Linked DNA regions of Sus scrofa: regions 1 and 3 are each linked to region 2. A link is a contact called in public Hi-C and HiChIP or PLAC-seq data. All regions are on one chromosome and are shown on one strand. The core of a region is the stretch at or near the end of the contact, and the rest is flanking DNA. Distances in the headings are between cores, read along the strand shown. Region 1 overlaps EXTL3 (exostosin-like 3). Region 2 has its middle 3.2 kb from the start of EXTL3. Region 3 overlaps EXTL3 (exostosin-like 3).

Region 1 (2,700 bases), core at 17-2,516, 120 kb after region 2:
ATAATACACCAAATTGTGTGGGTTTAACTGTGAATGATAATGATATTTTTATATAAAAAAGCATGCTTTCCAGATACAGTGGTAGATCTGATACTAAACAATGAAAAGTACACTTCTTTGGAAACTTTAAGGTAGGGAGGCAAGAGTCTTAGAAATTAATGATGGGTACAATTTTCTATTTTTTATATATCCTTTCTTGTGTAGTCACGGACTGGACTTCAGCCAAGATACATACTTTCTGTTTATACCTCCCTAGTAGATCAGAAGACATTATCCATGAAAACTTAAAGTATCTGAGTAATTAGGTACCTAATAATACCATCAGTCACCTGAAGTACTCACAGACATGATGAATTTTTCATCATCATTGAAGTGTGTTTGTTATTATTAGGCCAGTGTTTCATTAGTTAAATGTCTCTTCAGTGTAGAGAGTAAGATGGAAATAATGTGTACATGGTATATACATCGTACAAATTTCCCAAGTGAAAACTTGAATAAGTATCCTCTGTGAATTTTCTTGATCTTTTGGAAATATAAGGAGAGTTCAAATCAAAATCAGGATGACTTTTTAAAATCAAAAGCTCAATAAATTGAGCCTATTTTCAAATTCTGAGTTAATTCCTTCAAATTGAGTCCATTTGTTTACTTCATATTATAGAACCAGTTTGAACTAATTATTTTCATTAATTTACCTACTTTTAGTATTATCAGATACATACTATTTTATGTAATAAAATAGTAATTATTTTTTGCTTTAAATACTTCAACTTTTCACTGTCCCTTCCCTTGTTATAATTAGGAAGGTATGACTGTTTTATATGATAGCAGTATTTTAATAGTGTTAATATCCTAACAGTATTGACTAAATAAACAACAGGGAGTTAATTTCATATTATTGTTTGAATAATGTACTGTTATCTTCTTGAGGAAGAGAAAAATACAGAATGTAAATAGGTTTCATACAGAATAAAGGATTAAAAAGTTACAAAGAGGAGTTCCCACTGTGGCGCAATGGGATCAGCATCTTGAGAGTGCTGGGTCACAGGTTCGATTCCTGGCCTGGCACAGTGGGTTAAGGCTCCAGCATTGCCACAGCTGCGGCTTAGGTCACAACTGTGGCTTGGCTCTGATCCCTGGCCTGGGAACTCCATATGCTGTGGTCAGCACCCCCCCCCCCGCCCCCGCAAAAGTCACCAAGAAAACATTGAGAAGATAGATAGCTTAGGGCATAAGGAAGCAGAGAGAGGATTCATAAGTAAGTGCCTTAATACTAATGTTGCGTAAGTTCTCAATATCTATTAGGGATTTTCCTTAGCATTACTGAGCATAACCTCTCTTAGTCCAACTGAGTTACCCGGAATGTTCCCATGTGAAATACTCATGATACTGCTTAAGTAAATGTTCACACTTCAGTTTATAGTATAGTTGTTACTTTATTCTTCTTAATTTTTGTATGTTTTATTATGTAAAGTATAAACATATATTTAACTACATACACTGGGGTTTGCAGTCTCAAAGTTTTTTACTGATGAGTTACATAATTAAAAATACTTATTTGGAAACTACTGCTTCAGTGAAAACAACAGTATAAAATAACTTCTTTGTGCCACAGTGGAGTCATTTGCAGGTTAGGGGGTGTTTCCCCCGGAGGTTGAGTGCTGGCATCCGAGATGAGGAAGATTTTTAGGTACAGGGAGAATACTTGATGTAGATGCTGTTTAATTAAATTGTTGACATCCGTCTCCTGCTTCTGTGAAAGCTGTGGGAAGAGTAGTAAGTCACTGGTTGTTGACTGTAAACCAAAAGGGCTCTACAGAGCTGCTGGTGAGCAGGAGGCAAAGAAGGGGACTGGTGGTTCTGTGAGGGTTATGACTTCCTCAGCGTTTTGGCTCTGAGGTGACTGTCCCTGGGAGCCCTGGCCTGTGATTATGATCCTTCCTCAATTTCAGCTCCAGAAATCTGGCTTCTTCTTCTTTTTTTTTTTTTTTTCTTTTCTTTTTTCTTTTTTTGTCTTTTTAGGGCCGCACCCTCGGCAAATGGAGGTTCCCAGTCTAGGGGTCGAATCAGAGCTGTAGCTGCTGGCCTACACCACAGTCATAGCAATGCTACATCTGACTTCTGCCTGCGGCCTGTACCACAGTTCACGGCAATGCTGGATCCTTAACCCACTGAATGAGGCTGGGGATCGAACTCCCATCCTCATGGGTACTAGTTGGATTTGTTTCTGCTGTGCCACGATGGGAACTCCTCCAAAGACTTGACTTTTGATGGCCGATATTGGCTGTATGTGATGATTGCTTTTTAGCCACAGTGAACATGATGGGCCATTCAATTTTTTTTTCTTAATTTATAATAATAAAAATAACTTTAAAATTATTCAGGAAAAGATAGTCATATTCATAAAGAAAAAAGAACAAGTAAATTTGAAAGACCTAAATAGAACAATTGGAAATGAAAATTATAGTTATTAAAATGAAAATCTCTGTGAATGGGATAAAAAGATAAGATATAGCTAAAGAAAAAAATTAATGATCTTGAAGGTAAATCTGAAGAAATTTCTGATGAAGTATTGAGTTATAAGGAGATGGAAAAATAAGAGCAGTTAAGAGACATGGAGGCTATAAGGAGAAAGTCTTAACACAAAATCAAGGATGGGCAATCTTGAAAAATATGAGAATTTCCAGACCATTGAAAGCATGA
Region 2 (2,700 bases), core at 108-2,607:
TTCTGAGGAGATGTTCACCAAATGGCAAATTTTATGTTACATATATTTTGCCACAGTAAAAGAAAGTTTAAAAAAACATGAAAGTTGGAATTCACACTGTGGCTTTGTGGTAACAAACCTGACTAGTAGCCATGAGCACTCAGATTCAATCCCTGGCCCCACTCAGTGGGTTAAGGATCCAGTTGCATGAGCTTGGGTAGGTCACAGACATGGCTTGGATCTGGCGTTGCTGTGGCTGTGGTGTAGGCTGGCAGCTGCAGCTCCGATTTGACCCCTAGCCTGGGAACCTCCATATGCTGCAGTGCGGCCCTAAAAAAAAACACCTCAAACCCCTCGAGGATTTAATAATAAAACTATAGATGTGATCCAAGATCCTTGCCTGGCATGGGAGTGACTCATAGAAAGAGTAGAAACTCAGAGGGAAAAGAAACTATGAGGGCCTAGCATCAAGCAAACATAGCTAGTTTGGGAATGGGAACCCAGATAAAGTGAAGTTATCAGGAGCAGAGCAGCAGATGAATAGATATCAGATCCGGGAAAGCCGGATCTTGTGCCCTGTGCAAAAGAGAGTGAACTTGACCCAAGGAAAGGTGTTTAAGCAGAAAGGAACATGTGTATGATCATCTTTGCCCATGAGAAAGATCACCATGTGTGGGGGATCACTGCAGAAGATCAATGTTGAAAACAGAGTGAACTGCTGGGTTAGGCTGTAGCCCAGGTGCAGCCCTAGCCTGCACCATATACAGGGTCCCTAAGGTAATTCTTAAGTGACAGGAGACCCAGTGGTTTCTCTTGGTTTTGTTACCTGCCTTGGCACAAGCTTTCCCGGGTCTAACATGAGCACATGTGTCCTCTCCTCGGCTCAGCCTGGTACCAAGTCCCTAAACTGGGAGGAAGCCCTTGTGGGATTTAGCCCAGTGACCTCATGTGAACCCTGGAAGCTCTACCCTAAACCTCTCTTTCTGGCAAGATCATCTTGTGGAGGGGAGGGATGCCCAGAGACGGGAAGTGAAAGAGGGATGTTGCCCTCCAGCCTGCGGACAATCCCATTGCTCCACTTGGGCTCTGAAGCTGCCTGTCCTATTCCTCTTACCCAGACTGGGGTGGCCTCTCTCAGCTCTGCAAGAATGCACTTCCTGGAGTTTCCATCATGGCGAAGCGGAAAGGAATCTGACTAGTACCCATGAGGACGCAGGCTCGATCCCTGGCCTTGTTCAGTGGGTTAAGGATCCGGCGTTGCCGTGAGCTGTGGTGTAAGTCACAGATGTGGGTCAGACCCCGAGTTGCTATGGCTGTGGCATAGGCCAGTGGCTACAGCTGCAATTCAACCCCTAGCCTGGGAACTTCCACATGCCCTGAGCTCAGCCCTAAAAAGAGAAAGAATGCACTTCCTCCTCCTAAATTTAGACTCCCTGTCCTGCCCCATCCCCATTGCCTGGGGGCTGAGTGTGTTCCCGGTTTCTCACTGAGACCCGCCCTGCTCAGGGCTCCCTGCTAGCACTGTTGCCCAGTTGGAGGCCCTGCTGCAAATCCACAAGGGCTGCCCTTCTGCCTGCACCTTCCTGGGCTGCTCAAGCGGCTCCCTGGCTGCCTCCCTGCTTGAGACTGTGAAGCCATTTTCCAGGCTTGGTGACGTGGCCTGCTGGCCTCCAGCCCTGCGTTCAGTGACCTCATGTTGGTAGCTTGAGATCAGCCCTAGGAGAAAACACCACAGAAATCTACAAACACCACGAATCAGAGATTTTCTTCTGGAGGGCCAGCTGTTTTATCAGCACACCTCTGATTGGGCTTCTGATACTTTCAGAAGAATTAACAAACAAAAGCTTCTGCAAGTAACAGGCAGGGCTTCATTCTCTGACATCTTCTCCCCATCACTTCAGAAGGCAGGTGACCAGGCTCAGTGAAGATTTAAAGCTTCTCATCCCACCCATGGATGAGGTTAAATGCGGGAGGCTGGCTCGCTCAGAAAGACTGATTCCACCTTTGCAGGCACCCTTCCCAAGCTGTGAGGCTCTTAGCCTCTAGAACTAAAGCTGAGTTCTTCCCAGGAGGCTATGCTGTGTGCCCCCCAGTGATGAGGACCCCGCTTCCTATAATCCTCCACTCATGGCCTCTCTGCCCTTGTGCTGAGGCTCAAATGCAGGCAGGCCACCTCCTCCCAGGCACCTGACACACCTTCTCCAAGCCCTTCCTGCAGGAAGCCAGACATACCAGATCTACTGTCTGTGAAGCTGGGGGCTTCCTTATTCCACTAACATCCTTGATCCCACTGAAGAGGCCTGGAAGGTGTTAGAGGACAGAAAGAAGAATGTGGTAATTGATTTGGCTTTACTGTGTTTAAATTGTCAGGGTTTGGATACATTTGAGACTTTATATATTATTACCATTATTTTGTCATTGGGTGGGTGCCATTTTCATAAGATTACACTTTGAGTCCCAAGCTTCTCTCCCTATTAATTCTCACCCCCCACCCCCAAATTATAGATTCAAGTCCTAATCTCCGGCACCTCAGAATGGGACCTTATTTGGAACAGGGTCATTGCAAGTAAACTTGATTAAGATGAAATCATATTGGGGAGTTCCTGCTGTGGTGTGGCGGGTTAAGGATCTGGCATTGCCACAGCTGTGGTGTAGATCACAGCTGTGGCTTGAATTTGATCCCTGGCCTGGGAATGTGCATATGCTGCAGGTGCAGCCAAA
Region 3 (2,700 bases), core at 78-2,577, 93 kb after region 2:
TGTCCTTCTGATTTTGGTGCCAGAATGGGTAATGATTGGTTTGCTGAGCTTTTGACTAGCCATTAAGCACTATGGCTTTGAAGCAAAACTGAGAGAAGAAAGCTTTTACTTCCCCCTTAATTTTCATTTGTATTTGCAAAATTTATAAGGGCAGAAATCTCTTTTTGGTTATGAGGAAAAGGTGATTGTGCTTAAGTTACAAATTACATTTATCTCCTGGTGGTTGAGTCTAAATCATTGTGTCTTGAGTGCTCTTGTGGCACAGCGGGTTAAGGATCTGGTGTTGTCACTGTAGCAGCTTGGGTTGCTGCTGTGATGCAGGTTCTATCCCTGGCCCAGGAACTTGTACATGCCACGGGTGTGTATGTAGCCAAAAAACCCCAAAAAACAAAATCAGGGTGTCTCAGCAGTGGCATTGTGATGTTCGGGCTGCTTAATTCTCTGTGGTGCTGTGGCGGGGGTGGGTGGGGGTGGGCAGTCTTGTGCACTGCAGGATTTAGCAGCATCCCTGGCCTTTGCCCACTAGATGCAAGAAGCTCACCACCCCCTGACCCCCACCCATCCGTGACAACCAGAAATGTCCACAGACATTGTTAAATGTCCCTTGGGGGTCAAAATCACCCCTAGCAGAGAACCACCACTCTAAATCCTTAAAGCAGACCTGCCGACCACAGTTGTTGATGAGCTCATCACAAATAAGCTGCCGCCTACTTGTTGCTCTGCTTCTGTGAATCCTTAAAAGCTTTTCTTTCATTCTGATGGCTGTTGTTTTGGTTCCCTAATCCTAAAGATCTTGCTGTCATTCAGCCCAGAGGAGTTGTGCCAGGATGAGCAGAGATGGTATGTGTGCTGTATTCCTGGAATCCAGGGAATGTATTCTTAATGGACTTGGCCTCTTAATGGACTTTAATAAACTTGCTCAAAAAGCTGGATATGAAAGCTAGGCCAAGACACATTTGATATGAGACCTTCCGCTCTAAGTCTTCCAAAAGACAATCAGGTCCTCTTGAATTGGTTACTTTGTAATTGGGCAAAAAGTTTGAATATGTCCTAGAGATCAAATCATGATCCTTTTGGGTTTTTTTGTTGTTTCTTGTTTTAGATTAAGAGGTTGTTAGTAGGGTTGTCATGTTTTCACACAATAGGGTGGTATGTTGATTTAGCAGAGAGGTTGCTTACTTATGTTCATCTAGTAGCTGCTAGAATTGGAATCTGAACTCAGATTGTTTTCCTTTTAGGGCTGCACCTGTGGCATATGAAGCCCCAGGGCTAGGGGTGGAATTGGAGCTGCAGTTGTCTGCCTACACCACAGCCACAGCCACACAGGATCCTTAACCCACTGAGCGAGGCCGGGGATTGAAGCTGAATCCTCATGGATACTAGTGGGATTCTTAATTTGCTGAGCCACAAAGGGGAACTCCTGAACTCAAGCTTTCCTGATTGATTTCAGAGCCATGCTTTTTCCTCTGTACAGCGCCTCTCAAACTTTAATGTGCTTAGGACTCGCTTGGGGATCTTGTTAAAATGCAGATTCTGACTTGGTAGGTTTAAGGAAGAGCTGCAGTCCTGCATTTCTAACAGAGTCCCAGGTGAGGCCACGTTGCTGGCCTTTGGACCACACTTTGAGTACTAAAGCTCTGTGCAGTGTTCCTGGATTACTAATTGTGCTGTAGGTAATCCTCCTGGTGATTAACCTGTAAAACTGCTAATCCACAATTGAATATTCAAGAATTGGATGTTTCAGTGATTTTTTTTTCCCTTCATTTTAAGCTTTGCGTATTGGTTACTAGATATTAAGCTTCATGTGTTCACTGGTAGAGTTGAGAGCTTCATTCACCTGAGCTGGCAGTACGGCAGTTCTGTATGAAGTGAATGCCAGTTATAAGAAAGTACCATGAATGATCTGAGGATAGTTGTGGGGGCAAGTGTTTGAACAGTGGCTGTAGTCCATTGATTCTGAAGTGGACATCATTTTACATTTCCCTGTCTCTGAAATTGGGTGTGCCATAAGATAGATGGCATTTTACCATCACTGAGGTTGGCATTTGGCTTCTGCTACTTCTGGCCACTCTCCCACTCCCTGGGGGTAGAGCCTGGCAGCCACCATGGTGAACAAGTGGCCTTGTCTCCCCTCCTTGCTCCTCTCTGTGCCTTGACCCACGGTTCAGTACCTTTGTTCTGTCACTGCTGAACCGAAGCTTGGGAGGCGGAGGCTCCAAGCTTGGGGCTTTTTATATTGGTCAGAAGGGCCACAGGGCAAGGTGGATTTCTCTGTCTACTGCTTGGCTCTGACATCTGCTCTCTGTGGTAGCAAATCTGTTGTAGATTTGTCCTTGTTTTTCCTTGGTAGGAACTCCTCTGGGACCGAGGCAACATCTTAACAAGCTCTTTATTAAAGTAAACATTCTAAATGATAAACTATCTCACCTCTTCTTATTTGCAGCATTGTTATCTCTTGTGAGCCACATGGGAAGTCCTATTTCTTGATAGTACACAAATTAGTAATGTATTTTCCATGGGGTGAGGTTTATAAATTTCCCTAAGTTTAGCAGAAACTGACTTGGAGTTAGGAGGTACGAGTTAAGAGTCTAGCTGGTTGTCCACGTGTCAAGTGAAAGGTGACTGGGTGACTGCCAAGGCCCTTCTAGCTCTGAACTAACTCGATTCTAAGTATACTAGAATGAATGGATTGAAACATGA

Evidence for each region. Hi-C and Micro-C count contacts between places; a contact is called where the count stands out from the background. HiChIP or PLAC-seq counts read pairs in DNA pulled down with a chosen protein or histone mark.
Region 1: a contact with region 2 is called in an H3K27ac HiChIP or PLAC-seq map of alveolar macrophages. The contact joins two enhancer-like sites. A contact is called at or near these places in 1 of 5 promoter capture datasets (liver), 19 of 47 Hi-C or Micro-C datasets (adipose tissue, alveolar macrophages, brain and 11 more) and 2 of 2 datasets of contacts at active chromatin or transcription factors (alveolar macrophages and skeletal muscle).
Region 3: a Hi-C map of omental adipose tissue shows a contact between it and region 2, with 2.9 times the contacts expected there. The contact joins two enhancer-like sites. A contact is called at or near these places in 1 of 5 promoter capture datasets (liver), 25 of 47 Hi-C or Micro-C datasets (adipose tissue, alveolar macrophages, brain and 12 more) and 2 of 2 datasets of contacts at active chromatin or transcription factors (alveolar macrophages and skeletal muscle).

The regions. Positions count from the first base shown.
Region 1 is chr14:12,548,340-12,551,039 of Sscrofa11.1, forward strand. All of the region lies in intron 6 of EXTL3 (exostosin-like 3), which reads left to right. Among named protein-coding and RNA genes, the nearest start is that of EXTL3, 110 kb to the left of the region's middle. Within about 2 kb of position 1,267, at least 1 of the 83 cell types and tissues checked has an H3K27ac peak or open chromatin away from gene starts, as enhancers often do. A contact at or near this core is called in alveolar macrophages, where this site is marked.
Region 2 is chr14:12,433,009-12,435,708 of Sscrofa11.1, forward strand. No RefSeq gene overlaps it. Among named protein-coding and RNA genes, the nearest start is that of EXTL3, 3.2 kb to the right of the region's middle. Within about 2 kb of position 1,358, at least 6 of the 83 cell types and tissues checked have an H3K27ac peak or open chromatin away from gene starts, as enhancers often do. A contact at or near this core is called in alveolar macrophages and omental adipose tissue, where this site is marked.
Region 3 is chr14:12,525,939-12,528,638 of Sscrofa11.1, forward strand. The region is part of intron 3 of EXTL3 (exostosin-like 3); the gene reads left to right. Among named protein-coding and RNA genes, the nearest start is that of EXTL3, 90 kb to the left of the region's middle. Within about 2 kb of position 1,328, at least 2 of the 83 cell types and tissues checked have an H3K27ac peak or open chromatin away from gene starts, as enhancers often do. A contact at or near this core is called in omental adipose tissue, where this site is marked.